Regions from separate parts of the Gossypium hirsutum genome. Here regions 1 and 3 are each linked to region 2. A link is a contact called in public Hi-C data. All regions are on one chromosome and are shown on one strand. Each heading gives the region's core, a stretch centred on a gene start, on an enhancer-like site or on the middle of the called end of the contact. The rest is flanking DNA. Distances are from core to core; before and after follow the strand shown.

What was found. Hi-C and Micro-C count contacts between places; a contact is called where the count stands out from the background.
Region 1: a contact with region 2 is called in a Hi-C map of leaf, with 2.6 times the contacts expected there. The contact joins the promoter of LOC107913261 here to the promoter of LOC107913247 in region 2. A contact is called at or near these places in 13 of 34 Hi-C or Micro-C datasets (anther, callus, hypocotyl and 3 more).
Region 3: a Hi-C map of leaf shows a contact between it and region 2, with 1.8 times the contacts expected there. The contact joins the promoter of LOC107913211 here to the promoter of LOC107913247 in region 2. A contact is called at or near these places in 7 of 34 Hi-C or Micro-C datasets (anther, hypocotyl and leaf).

Annotation. Positions count from the first base shown.
Region 1 is chrD08:11,927,919-11,930,712 of Gossypium_hirsutum_v2.1, forward strand. LOC107913261 (E3 ubiquitin-protein ligase MIEL1) reads right to left here and starts at 1,471. Exons shown (of 12, transcript XM_016841792.2): 1 at 1,265-1,471; 2 at 1,091-1,178; 3 at 876-932; 4 at 759-791; 5 at 603-680; 6 at 482-525; 7 at 330-370. The coding sequence starts at 1,326.
Region 2 is chrD08:11,609,998-11,613,101 of Gossypium_hirsutum_v2.1, forward strand. It overlaps LOC107913247 (protein TRANSPORT INHIBITOR RESPONSE 1), which reads left to right and starts at 1,547. Exons shown (of 3, transcript XM_016841773.2): 1 at 1,547-2,303. The coding sequence starts at 1,837.
Region 3 is chrD08:11,346,199-11,349,080 of Gossypium_hirsutum_v2.1, forward strand. LOC107913211 (probable indole-3-pyruvate monooxygenase YUCCA10) reads right to left here and starts at 1,430. Exons shown (of 4, transcript XM_041099847.1): 1 at 719-1,430; 2 at 395-628. The coding sequence starts at 1,330.

The DNA of each region.
Region 1 (2,794 bases), core at 221-2,720, 320 kb after region 2:
TATTACAACAGTAGGGAAAAGAAGGATTTTAAGGGCTATCTATCATTACGATTTTGGCTATTTCCTTTGGCTTTCTTAGGTTAATCCTATGAAATAAACAAAAATTAGAGAAGAACCACATCTGGTTAATATGATCAAACCACCATGAATATCAATAACTTATAATTCAGCTATCCTTTTCATCTTTTTCCGTTTCTTTTCAGCTTAAAGAGGAATAGCATATTGTGCCCCATAACAAGTATAACAGGAAATTCCATACAATACTATAAAAGAAACCAACTCTAAAACTAAATCAATTAAGGAGCAAGAATGGTAATAAGACTGCCTACCACATTTCTCGCAGTGAAAGAACTTATCACGGCCACCAACCCTGTGTAAACCACAGATTAGACCAGACTAGAAGTTGACAAGATATAAGACGGAAACAAGTTACAATAACAGGTAAAAAACTTAAGCAATCGGACACAACATGCTAACTAACCTACAAATTCCACAATCATTACAATGGAATTGTCCCTTTGTAATCTGCAACATTCATAACATAAACTCAACATGATTCTTTAAGTGGAATAAAAGTAAACATAAACATGCAATGATCTTACATCATCATCATAGAATTTACAAATGTCGCAGAAATATTCTCCCATGTTTACCCCACAATGGGAACAGACTTGAGTAACCTGGACATTAGAAAAATGGACTTTCAGAGTTGAGACACTTACAGTTACTACCACAGAATTAAATGCAACGAGACATACCTCCTGTTGGGTATTGCAGATTGAACAAATAACCTGACACATCATCAACTCCACTCCATTATAACAATTATATGTTAAGGTACAACATGAAAGGTGATTTTGTCAAATAAGACATACTTGCTTGACATCCTGCCTGACAAGGTCGTGATGATCTTTTGGGTTGCTAAGTGAGTTCTAAATTAAACAAATAAATAAATGAATTATTAAAAGAAAAAAATTTTAAACAATCCAAAACAATAAGATTAATAAATATATCTAACCAAGGCAGGCAATTTAAAAACGTAAATGAACATGAAAAGGGAAAGGGAAACGAGAGAAGGGAGAGAGAGTACTGAGGTCTCGTTATGGCAATGACGGCAAGGGAAGATCTTATTACAGCAAGGAGCAAGGATTTTACATCGTCTCTTGTAGTGATCGCATCTGAAAGAAAAACAAACAAAAAAAAAGAATTTAACAAATTGAAACCCAAAGGAAACAAAAAAGAATATAGAGCAAAGAGAAGATACCCATGCTCGTGTTTTCCGAAATCTTTGCTTCTCTGAGGCGAAATTACAGAGTCCCCTGCCATTGGTTAGAATAGGAACACGAAGAAAGAAAGAACAAAATAGAGACTTTTGCTCTTCTTCTTTCTGTTTTTTTTTCCCCTTTCTGGAAATTAAGAACAACATAGAAAAACATAAAATTTACCCGTGTCGTATATTAAAAAGTTAATCGATTTTATAAAACTTTTAAATAATTTTTAAATATAAATAAATTGGGCCTATTAGGCCTTCAAAGTCAATCATGTTTGCTCGGCCTTATTAGGCTTGTAAATCAAACTGATGTTTTCTTTTTTCCTTTTTTGAATGCCAATGGAATTCACTTTTATCTTACGTTTGCAAAAAAAGATTTGTTTAACTGCTAGCAGTAGATATTAGCCTCAGCCTACGTCGTAACAATCGTCACTGAATGTTTTCTTATTTCACCCCTTCCCCGTCGACTGTTGTTAACTTCTCACTCATTTTGACATTTATACATTTAATAAAGAGATTATATATAATTTGACATCTGAATTTGTCTATTTATATTTAGTTAGTTTCTAAATTTTTTTTGGATTTAGTTAGCATTGAATTTGTATTCCATCAACTAAGTTAGTACCTTCGCATTAACACCGTTAGTTTGTGCTAATGTGACTCTGCTAATCAATCCGATGATGTCACGTGACAACTTCTCATAACACCACATGGAAAACATAAATATATTTTGTAATTTATGTTTGCCATGTGGCAACCTCTCAAAACATCACGTGGCACCATCAGATTGAATAATAGTGCCATACCAGCAAAATTAATAGTGTCAATGTGGATATATCAACTTAGTTAACAAGAATATAAATTTAGGAATCAACTAGATATAATGAACAAATTCAATGGCCATATACATTATCCCTTTAATAAAGGTTGTTCCTTGTTAACAATCACCGTGGACTGTTGTCCTTTTTCTCCTTTCATCAAGTTTTAACATTAACATTTTATAAAATTTGTTGTTTGTTAATGAAGATAATAACTCAAATGTAAATGATAAAATTAAGAATGTTTTTAATACGGATATCATTAATTTTGGATGATATACAAATACTTTTTAAAATGAAAGAAAATAATTAGAAGAGTTGATACAAAGAAGTAAATTGAGTGATAATTGATAAGTGACGGTTCATCCACTAGTCATGTAAAGAATTGAAAATTGATTCAATAGAGGACGGGTTGAGGAGGCACTTCGACAAAAGTAATAGTCTCACAAGTATGTCTTGTATCCATCCTTCTCTGTTTTCTTAGATATGGGCTTTTTTGTGAATCTCATAACGTTGCCACGTTATGTAGTAGATTTGTTATGTGTACCCTTAATACATGTCTTTGGACTATGAAGGATCTTCTCTTGATAGATTACTTTAAATAAATCCCAATAATGTGATGTGAAAATTGATCGAGATTCACATGCTAATCATTTAAGACGAGATGCTAGACAAGATATTTCCAATAAACAAATTTTTCTAATCA
Region 2 (3,104 bases), core at 297-2,796:
TTTTTTTGTATATAATGTATGTATTGTATATACTATAGGTAGAGACAAGCTTTTACAGTTGCTATCGATAAGGACGCTTATCTGAAGAAGCCATCCGACGGTTCAAATCTCTTTTTTTTAGCAACTTTAGATCTGGGCCGTTGAGTTTTAACTTCTCAACTTTTTCTACATAAAAGGGACAGCTCAATGGACTCCATGCCAAGACAGTGCAACCCCATAATACCATGTCCTTTTCGCCAACTGACAAAACTACCCTTTTGTTCAATTGAAATAGGAGGGCGAATAGTTTGGTAAGATGAGGAGTATTTTCGTTATTTTACAAAACCAGTTAAAGAGTCAATTATTTTCTCTGAAAACATGTACGTGCAGCCGGTTGTAATTGTGGGGACTCTTTAACCTTTTCTTTTTATTTTTTACCCTTTGCAGTAAAAATTAATATTTATTAATTACTACTTGGAAAGCTTTATTTTTCCGGGTTCTGTGTATTTCGACCGTACACTGTGAAAAGGTAAACCTGATCAGACGGTCTTGATCAAGGTGCATGGTGCGCCCGTTCGTACTTCATTCGTTTTTCCTTGACTCATCCCTTTTATTGACATGTGAAATCTAAATTATGAAAAAGAAAATATTTTTTACTTATACGTGATCAATAATGATGAAATAAATCAAGGCCGTTGGAGATGAATAGGGCGGGTTGTACGCGGGGGCCAATGATAGCATGATTTTGAATGCAAACAATTGTATATGATTGGACGGCCGTGATGTCATGACAACAAGATTTCACATTAGATCATTCCTCATTATTTATTTTTTAACCCCTTTCTTGTGGTCCCCGCAATATCCGATCCCCCAGATCCAGCCGTGCTACGTGAATCATGAGATTCCTTGCACCACCATTCTCTCCCTACACATCATCACACTTTATCAGCCCCTCCAATATCTCGTTCCCTTTTTCCTTCCGATATTTATTCAAAATCTCGCTAAACATGTGCTTAATGTAGGATGGTTATACGTGGACATCCTATTTGTTTTTATACGAATTTAGGTAATATAGATAATAATAATTAAAATTTGTTATTCATAACAAATTTGAACTTGTATATGTTACTTAAATTCGCATTATTCTTGTTCAAATTTATTTTCTACTTAAATGTAATACAAATGGAAAATCTACTTAATAAAAAAATATACTTTTTAAATTTAGGTATAATCAAAAGGTAATACAAATGATAAATGAAATGAAATTTATAAATTTTATGAAAAAAATTATAAATATCCAACTCGTTGCTATTGCTGTGCCACTGCCCCACATTTCTTCCATATACCCGTTTTATGCGGCTCCCCTTAGTCGTCGACGGATAAGAACCTCTGGCTCTCATCGTCTATCCTACGGCCCGCATCTCTCCATCATTACGTGTTACTTTCCTAATCGCCCATCAGTATCTAAACAGCCCCCACACAAAAAAAAAAAAATTGAAATTCTCTCGCTTGTCCTTTATTTTCCATGACTAATTTAACCATGGTTAAAATCTAACCATCTTACGAAAACAAAAATAAAAATCCTTATCCTCTCTCGTCCATTGTGTCTGTCTTTGACTTCACTTTCTTTCTCTCTCTCCATAGCTCCCTCCCAGCCTCTGCTCCCCCTATAAGCTTCGTTAATGGCGTTTCAGATCTCAAAAAACAAACTCTAAGCCTTAAGTAAACTCAAATCCTACCCAAACCCAATACCAAAATCGAGATAAAAAAAAATCATCCTTTCATATCAAAAGCCTTCATTCTTTTCTTTTTTTCGTGTGTGTGTTTTCTTTTTTCCTTCTTTTCGAGTTTTAATTAATGCATAAGAAAATGGCGTTTTCGTTCCCAGACGAGGTGCTGGAGCATGTGTTCTCATTCATACAATCAGATAAAGACCGGAACGCGGTGTCGATGGTGTGTAAATCGTGGTACGAGATCGAGCGTTGGTGTCGGAGGAAAGTGTTTGTGGGGAACTGTTACGCTGTGAGCCCGAGGATGGTGATCAGACGGTTCCCCGAGTTTAGATCCATTGAGTTGAAAGGGAAACCGCACTTTGCGGATTTCAATCTGGTGCCGGACGGATGGGGAGGTTACGTGTCTCCCTGGATCGAGGAGATGGCTGGAGCTTATCCTTGGCTCGAAGAGATTCGACTTAAAAGGATGGTCGTTACCGACGAAAGCTTGGAGCTTATTGCTAAGTCGTTTAAGAACTTCAAAGTGTTGGTGCTTTCTTCTTGTGAAGGGTTTTCAACTGATGGTCTCGCTGTCATTGCTGCTAGCTGCAAGTGAGTTTGATGAAACTTTTTTCATTTCTCCTTTTTCGGGATTTTTTTTTGTTTTCATTTTGAGCTGAGAAAAGGAGTTGAAGTTTTCATCTTTGTGGGAGTTAAAGTAGAGCTTTTCCCCAATTTGTTTTTGGTTTTAGCTACATTTTTCTTGATTAGTGTTTATTCATTCCCATGAACTATTTTTTTTTAAAACAAAGATGTGAAGAACTTTTAGGAGTTTGCTCTCGTGTTCTAGTTGTCTTAGTTATTTCAGCTCTTGCTTTTCTCAGATCTGAGGTCAAATGGGGGTTCTTTTTAAGAATATCTAATGAAAATCACATGTTCTTTTTTACCTCTTCGATACCTTGTTTTGTTTGATATCAGCAGATTCGTTTTTGAGTATTGTTTTCACTATTTTGGATGGTTTCTTCATGTGAAATGGGACTTGTTTATGCTCTTTAATTATATTCCTTTTCTCGTGATTTGTTGTTTATATAAACCAATAATATTTTTCTTTGGGTAAACTTTTTGCTGAGTTGGGGATTGAGGGAATAATTTTTCCATAGCTATTACCGAAGATTCTGATGGTTTATTTTTTTTTCTTATCATCCTACAATTATTTGGTTGTTTTTGGTTTATTAGAGAGCTGTGAAGATTTATGTTACTTTAATTTTCTTTTGATGCAAGTTCAATTGTATATATAAAAAAAGTAACTTTAGCCTTGTAATCAAGTCGTTTTCAATGATAATGACAGTGATGAACTTGTAATTTTGTTCAACATTGGTGTTCTTGGATTCAACTCTGGTAGCAATTGATTTG
Region 3 (2,882 bases), core at 180-2,679, 260 kb before region 2:
GCCTCTACCCTAAAATGGAAGTTTAATTTTTAGTTATTTTATAATTTATAAAATTTTTAAATTGGTAAATTGTAAAATTATATTTTGAGTCTTGATGAAATTATTGTAAAAATATATAACCTAATTTCAATCTCTAAATTGTTTGTCTAATTTCTCCCTTGATAAAATATGAAAAAAATGATAAATCAGCAATGAAAAGAAAACAAAAAAAAAATTAAATATAAAAATAGAAAGCGGTTATAGTTGAAGGTCCGCGCAATTAATTTAGTATACTTTAGTTTTGCATAAGGAAAGATTTGTAATAATTATGAGTTCCTAGTACAAGACTAGAAAGAAAAAGCAAGGAAAATTGTAGGGCAATCCTTAAATTCCTTGAAAAAGATGTGAACTTTACCTGAATCTCCCGGGACCTGATCTTGCTATAGGTTCCGACATCCAAAACAGGGTACTTGCCGTCGGCAACTTTCATGAAAAATGGACCCTCCTTAGGCCTGCTAAGCCCGTACTTACTCAACTCCCTGTAAACCAGCTTGCTAAGCATGACCATCAACCAGTCCACCATGTTTAATGGTATATACTTCAACAGATTCAACCCCAAGTAAACCATTTCCCTCGAAAGTATATGAACCTGCACCCCCACACAAACACACAGATCAATTATTTGAATTTCAAATAATCAGATCCAAGTAGTATCTTGTTTCTTTTTTCTTCTTCTTACCGGGCTGCGAACGACGATGGATGTTTTGGCACCGTGATTCGCGAGGTCCATGGCGATCTCCATGCCGGAATTGCCTGACCCAACAACCAAAACGTTCTTGTCTCTAAACGCCTTCCCATTTTTGAACTGGGTTGAATGAAGAACATCTCCAGGAAACGATTTCAGTCCTTCAATCTCAGGTGTGTAAGGGTCGGTTGCTTCTCCACTGGCGACGACCAAAAACCTCCCCCTGAACTCCTCGACCTCGCCGGAACCCAAGTTCCTGACCTTGACGGTCCATTCCTTGATTATTTCATCGAACACAGCCAGCTCAACGCATCGACAGTACAAAGGGGTGATCTTAAAATGAGAAACGTAGTCGTCCAAATAAGATACGAACTGTTGCTTAGAGATGAAACGGGGATAAGAGTGAGGGAAAGGGAGATGGGGAAGCTGGCAGAACTGCTTGTGTAAGTGAAGGTGGAGACGATCGTAGGCGTATTTCTTCCAAAGGGAGGCGAAACAATCCTCTCTTTCGAGGATGATGTAAGGGATTGAGTGGAGGTTAAGGGAAGCGGCGGTAGCCAACCCTGAGGGGCCGGCTCCGATGATAATGACCGGTTGTTCTTGCATATTGCTTATGTTTTTCTGCAGTGCCCCAATCAGAAAAGGAAAAACTAAATAAATTGGCTTTGTTTTGAAGGCAGGGAAGGAAGGATGGGCAATGGAAACATGGATGTGGGTTGTAACTTTATACTACGATTACCGTATAAGACAAAATTAATATTGGAAAAAATTTGCTTAAATAATTAATGTTTCTTTCTTTGGATATCATTTTTTTTTGATGAGATCATCTCTTATTCGGTGGCTAAGTTTTTTTTCTGCTATATTATAAACTTGAATTTGTTTTTCTTTTAATCATAGTCAGTCCTTAAAGTTACGAACCAAAACTACTAAACTTATTTTTTTATTATCATTACCTAATTACTAATTACAACTATCATATATTTGTACTATTAAATATATATATTTATATTTTATTAAAAATATACATCCATCTTATATAACATCTAATTGTCAACAAAGCTATTTCAAAATTTTATACAATGCCTATTTCTATTTAAGTATCCATAACTCTCCGAATCGTTAAAATGGAGAAAGAACACATTTAAGCCCACTCAAATTTATATCCTCGTTGTTGTTGCAATAGCATAATATCATTTGAGTCAAGACTCAATCAATAAAGTTGCCAATTGGAATGGACTTAAACCCATAATAATTTTTTACCGTTCATTAATATTTATATTAATAGCTTTTGTTTAAATATATATAAATAAAAATTCATATTCTACTTCTGGGTATAGAATATTGCACAACCTAGTAAGGTGAAAATTAAATTTGGCAACAAGGAAGTAGCTGTAATTGTCACGGGGCTAGAATTTTAGTCTCACAATCCATATGGCCTTAAGTGATTTCTTTGCTTCAAATTCACCTAAGTTAGTGTAGCTCTCGAAAATAAGAAATCACAAAGGAATTTCTCTAAGGGACCGAAATAAAACAGAAGCAACTCAAAGATAAATAAGCAATGAAAAAACAAAAAAGCCATAAGAAAACAATCACACACCAAGTGTTTGAGTAAATTCTCTTAATAATATTCAATAACTATGAATGAAATGATTACAAATGAAGGGAGAGAGCTCTATTTATAGTTGAGCTCCCTTAGATCCAATGATACAAATCAAATTACATCAACAATTAAGATTAATGTCTATATACAAAATGAGAGTTCTAAGGGATTTAAGCTCTATACTTCTTTATCCATTAGGATATACAATAATTACCATGGTAACTCTAGTTTTACTAGAGTGTTTCATTGGGCCACCAAGGCTTCAAACAGATAGGCTTCTCCATGGGTTCACGAATCAGACCAATTCAAGTGGGTCAAATGAGCCCCATTAAATAAGTTGACCTCTATGAGACACTTTATGCGCATCCTTCACGGGCTTTGATCTGCGGCCCGTGACAATCTTCCCCACCTATTCTCGCGACGCCCTCCTCGCGTCCTCGAAATGACACTGGTTTGACTTCTCCCGGAGCTGCCTCAATTTTTCAATTGATTCTCAACTAGTCTATCTGTCGTGTTGTTCCACCCCTCAGAACATTTGCGCGACTTATGTCTCTACCA